2 separate regions of the Mus musculus genome follow, and region 1 is linked to region 2. A link is a contact called in public HiChIP or PLAC-seq data. All regions are on one chromosome and are shown on one strand. Each heading gives the region's core, a stretch centred on a gene start, on an enhancer-like site or on the middle of the called end of the contact. The rest is flanking DNA. Distances are from core to core; before and after follow the strand shown.

The links. HiChIP or PLAC-seq counts read pairs in DNA pulled down with a chosen protein or histone mark.
Region 1: a contact with region 2 is called in an H3K27ac HiChIP or PLAC-seq map of microglia, with 4 times the contacts expected there. The contact joins two enhancer-like sites. A contact is called at or near these places in 2 of 39 promoter capture datasets (both in embryonic stem cells), 2 of 484 Hi-C or Micro-C datasets (cranial neural crest and nephron progenitors), 2 of 115 datasets of contacts at active chromatin or transcription factors (embryonic stem cells and microglia) and 2 of 9 other capture datasets (adipose tissue and pancreatic islet).

The regions. Positions count from the first base shown.
Region 1 is chr3:95,528,738-95,531,437 of GRCm38.p6, reverse strand. It overlaps Ctss (cathepsin S), which reads right to left. Exons shown (of 8, transcript NM_021281.3): 2 at 1,878-2,001. It also overlaps the pseudogene Hmgb1-ps5. Among named protein-coding and RNA genes, the nearest start is that of Ctss, 3.3 kb to the right of the region's middle. Within about 2 kb of position 1,412, at least 40 of the 459 cell types and tissues checked have an H3K27ac peak or open chromatin away from gene starts, as enhancers often do. A contact at or near this core is called in adipose tissue and microglia, where this site is marked.
Region 2 is chr3:95,457,935-95,460,634 of GRCm38.p6, reverse strand. It overlaps Arnt (aryl hydrocarbon receptor nuclear translocator), which reads right to left. Exons shown (of 22, transcript NM_001037737.2): 4 at 214-258. Among named protein-coding and RNA genes, the nearest start is that of Arnt, 25 kb to the right of the region's middle. Within about 2 kb of position 1,329, at least 24 of the 459 cell types and tissues checked have an H3K27ac peak or open chromatin away from gene starts, as enhancers often do. A contact at or near this core is called in adipose tissue and microglia, where this site is marked.

The DNA of each region.
Region 1 (2,700 bases), core at 163-2,662, 71 kb before region 2:
AGGTGTGGGGTTGGAGGCCTGAAGGCATGTAGTGCACCTACGTACATGCAGGCAAATCACTAATACACATAACAAAATGAATAAATGGGGAGAAGGGACTGGGCTGGAGGAATAGCTCAGAAGGTAAGAGCCCTGGTTGCTCTTACAGAGGATTCAGGTTTGACTCCCAGCACCCACTTGACAGCTCAGCTGTCAGTCCAGTTCCAGGGGATCTGACACCCTCTTCTGTCATTAGAAGGTACTGCACACATGGCACACAGACATACATGAAGGTAAAACACTCATCCACATAACATTTTTTTTTTCAAATTTTTTCTTTAAAAGGAGTGAGTTGTGTACAGGGGGGTTAAATGCTTTATAGACAAGAAAAAAAAAACTGCCCTAGAACCAACTTATTCATCATCATCTTCTTCTTCTTCTTCATCTTCCTCCTCTTCTTCCTCCTCTTCCTCCTCCTCCTCATCTTCCTCTTCCTTCTTTTTCTTGCTCTCTCAGCCTTGACCACCCCCTTTTTCGATGCATCAGGTTTTCCTTTAGCTCTGTAGGCAGCAATATCCTTCTCATACTTCTCCTTCAGCTTGGCAGCTTTCTTCTCATAGGGCTGCTTGTCATCTGCTGCAGTGTTGTTCCACATCTCTCCTAGTTTCTTTGCAACATCACCAATGGATAAGCCAGGATGCTCGCCTTTGATTTTGGGGTGGTACTCAGAACAGAACAAGAAGAAGGCTGAAGGAGGCCTCTTGGGTGCATTGGGGTCCTTGAACTTCTTTTTGGTCTCCCCTTTGGGGGGATGTAGGTTTTCATTTCTCTTTCATAACGAGCCTTGTCAGCCTTTGCCATGTCTTCAAATTTCCCCTTTTCTTTAGCAGACATGGTCTTCCACCTCTCTGAGCACTTCTTGGAGAACTCTGAGAAGTTGACAGAAGCATCCGGGTGCTTTTTCTTGTGCTCCTCCCGGCAAGTTTGCACAAAGAATGCATATGAGGACATTTTGCTTCTCGGCTTCTTAGGATCTCCTTTGCCCATGTTTACTTGATTTTCCTCCGCGAGGCACAGAGTCACCCAGTGCCCGTCCGGCTCGCACTTGCCCCGGCGCTGTCTCTATGGAGCTCAATGTACTGCAATGGCTGTGTCCACATAACATTTTTTAAATGTCTATTTTTATTTCTCTCTCTGGTGTGCATGTGTGTGCTCGTGTGTGTATGTGAATTAGTGTGAATACTGATGTGAGCAGTGTTTAGGTGGAACTCCCTTCCACACTTTGAAATGCAATCTCTGGCCCTGCATGTGCCAGGCTGGATGGCTCACATGGTTTCTCCACCTTAAGTTAGGAAGACATGCTACTGTACCCACATGGGCGTCAGAGGCCTGAGCTCAGTTCCTCGTATCTATGGCCAGTACTTTACCCACTATGCCTCTTCCACAGCCAAGGGTTTCTGTTCCTCAAATGTGCCTAATGTGGTCTTTCCTCAGTCCTGAATGTGTTTCTTGGCCCAGGACGGTCCCTCCCTTCCACCCATTTTGTTTATTGCCCTTTCTATCAGTCCTCGGCTCTAATGTTGCCTTATTTGCTGGCCTTTCCTTCGCCCTCCCACCGCATCCTTGGTAGGATGCATCACCACTGTCTTCCAGGTCACCACATCACCCATGTCTTGCTTTATCTGTTCTCATTGTCCATCACCATCAGCACTGTAACACTGTCACGGTAACATGAGCTCCATAGCAACAAGAATGTGCCTTGTTTCTACTCAAAGCAATATCTGGCCAGAAATAAGTACACAATACATCTAGAAAATACCACTTTTTCAAATGTCATCTGGGGATGGGGAAAACAGGGCGCTGAGCAAAAGCACACTGCTCGGGTGGCAATCATCTACCTTATCCTTGTATTCTTTCTCATGGGTTTTCTTCCAGAGATCCCAATGGTAGTCCAGGGTAGGGTCTCTCTGCAGTTGCTCCATTGCCACAGAGCACACCAGGGGCATCCAAAACAGCCATCTTCTGCTTAAAGGAAGGACACAGAAGAAGCATAACCATTATCTGTGTGTATTTTGATCCATAGTTCTCTTTTGTTTGTTTGTATTTATAAAGATATGTCGCTCTGTAGCCCAGGCTGTTCTGGACCTCACCACACAGCCCAGGCTACCCTTGAACTTGTAGCAATCTGCCTGACTCCAAATCCCAAATGCTGAGATTACAGGTACAGGTGTGCACTACTACCATGGATGTTGCCATGGGTCCTCAAAAGTCTTCTCAAAAGAAAGGAACAGAGCCCTGTAAGTTAGTGATACAGGTAACTTCCTGGAATGTCCAGGATGAAGAGGGAATCATGTCTAAAATACTATAGTAGTACTTTTAATACTTTAAGAAGGGCTCTTCAGCTGGGCAATAGCATATGCTTTTAATCCCAGAACTCAGGAGGCAGGTGGATCTCTGAGAGTTCACGGGCTAGCCTGGTCTACATAGTGAGTTCCAGGACAACAGCTAGGGCTATGTAGACAGATGCTATCTGAAATAATAATAATAATAATAATAATAATAATAATAATAATAATAATAATAATAATAATAATTTCCAGAAAATTTCCAAGTGGGGCTGGAGAGATGGCTCAGTGGTTAAGAGGCTGCTCTTCCAGAGGACCTGGGTTGGAGTCTCAGACCTCATACTGCAGCCACCAACTTTCTGTGGCTTTGGTTCCA
Region 2 (2,700 bases), core at 80-2,579:
ATATACACATTACTAAAACTTGCATGCATGAGAGAAACATTATGTTAAATATACCTAGCTTCAAGTCAATGAGCATGCATAAATTCCAGGCTGTTTCAAACTTCAGAAGAGGAGGAGACTAACCAGAGAAATTCACTCTCACCTAGATAAAATTTAAATCCAACATTTAGACTGCTTGATCCCATAACCAGGACAAGAATTCTAGTACATTACCTGGCAAACCGCTCTTTGTCATTACACATCTGGTCATCATCGCATCTGAAAAGAAAGGGCAGGGATTAATTCAAACCCTTGTACTTATATCTACTCCGCTCTGAAATAAAAACTAGAAATAAATAAAACTACTCAACAGGGAAAGATAATGGACCAGCACCACAAAGCAGCAGACACTAATAGCATCTGAGAGAACACTGAGAGCCGATGACTATCATGTCTCAGTGACCACACACAGAAAGATGGTATGATGAAAACATGAAATGTCTTGTGATTTCTCTAAAGTTGGGAATATATTTGGGGTTTTTGTTTGGTTTTTTTCCGGGGGGGGGGTGTTTTTTTGAGATGGGGACAGCTATGTAGCACTGGCTAGTCTGGCATTCACTCTCAACTTACAGACCCTTTGCCTCTGCCTCCCAATTGCTTATTACAGGTGTCAATCACTAAGCCTGACTCAGTTTGTTTGTTTTTTAATTGTAGCTTTAAAAAAACAAAAACAAAAACAAAAATCAAAAAACCAATAGAACAGCGTGTGGGTATATTTTTCATGTTTTCATTCTTCTGTGAAAAACAGGATCATAAATATGGGTATTCATCTAATACCCATATTTTGACCCTGCTTTAAGCTGGGTGTGGTAGCATGTGCCTGCAGTTCTTTAGGCCTACTTAGGCAGCTGAGAGAAAAGAACATTTGAGCCAGGTGTAGGAGGCTGGTCTGAGCAACACAGCAACACTCCACAAGGAATGGGGGATGGGAAAGAGATAGCCAAAGCCTCCAAGGGTCAGGGACCATTGCATAAGAGTTAACACTCTGAGTTAAGAGAAAGGGCAGACTGTTGTGGAACACTGCCTTCTGAAATGACATGAGCAATGCATACTTGAATTCACAACAGCTGTGACTACAAAAACTACACAACATCCTAGCATAGAAGGGGGGAGGAGTTCACAAAGCCACAAACCCCCTTGAGGATCTATAAGCAGTTAGTTGCTGGGAGAGCTTTTCTTCATTGTTGTAGCCCCGAGGAAAGTGTAATCACTCACACATACTACTGGTAAGCAACCCTAATGAAACATCCCACTCCAAAAGAAAAAGAAAAAAAAAAAAAGGTCACGAAAGTAGAAGAGGAACTAGTTGGGAAAAGGAAGGGGACTATCGAGAAGAGGATGTCCCAGGGTGAGGGGTGGGGTATACAATGCCTTATATATATGTATGAAAATATAAATTGTGCACAACTGAACCCCTGCATGCAGAATGCAAGTTCAAAGAGGATCAGTTCAAGTTGGAGGTCGGCATGGTCTAGACAGCAAGTTTCAGGCCATCAAAACCAAACTTGTGTTTGCAGCCACAGGGCAGATATGGAGGTGGAGAACAACTTTCAAGAACAACTCTATCCTTTCACAGTGTGGGTTCCGAGATCAGTCACCTCAAAAGCACTCTATGCGTTAGGTCTCTGTGTGTAATTATTGAGAGCAGCTCAGACTTGAATTCACAGCGATCCTTTTACATAAGCCTCAAGTGTTGGGATTATATGTATGTGCCATCATACCTAGCTCAAAACTAATTCATTTAGGGGCTAGAGAGAGAGCTCAATGATTACAAGCACTTGTTGTTCATGCAGAGAGCCCATGTTCAGTTCTCAGAACCCACCTGGCAGCTTACAATTGTCTGTAACTCCAGGTCTAGGAACCAGGCACACATACTGTGCAAGATACATATGTAGGCAAAACACACATATAAAAATAAAAATTTCTAAAGTCTTCAGAAAAAAGCTAATATACAAAGTTTTAGTATGAGCAATCGAATCTTTTAAGCTTGTGAGGCAAGTGACCCTGAGCTGTAACTTGTAAAGTGGCACCATATTCTCTTCCATTGTGACTGTACCATTTTACAATATCACAGTGTATAACTGTTCCGATTCCTCCACTTCTCTAGCAATTTTGTTATTTTCTGGGGGGTTACTTGTGTCTTTTTGAGACAGGAGCTCCCTGTGCAGCCCTGGGTTCCCTCTACCCATGGGAGGCTGGTGGGTATCAGTCTCCAGACTTAGCTCCGATTTTGTTTTGGTTTTGATAGTGGTCTCTGGATTGGATATAAATGTTATCTTTGACTTGTATACCTCCTAAATATCTCTGAATGATTACTAATGTCAACCTTTCACATGCTTCTTGGCCATTTGTATCTTTTCTTTGGAGAAATGCCTCTCCATGTCTTTTGGCATTTTTCCCCCTTTCATTTTTAAATTTGCTTTTACCAACTTTGAAAGTAATCTATGTTTGGTGTAAAACAAACAAACAAAAGCATTAAATTGAAACAAGACTACTCCCTAACTCTTCCTCTGAGAAAGGTTCTCCAAGATGGTAAAGCTCCTGGCTACTGCCTTCTGGGGATTCCTACTTCCCTCCTAACTGTGGCCTACAAGCAAGGACTCTGTGTTCCCAACAGCAGCTACATTCTTCCCGTCTTGCTTCCGGTCTTTGTACTTCCCT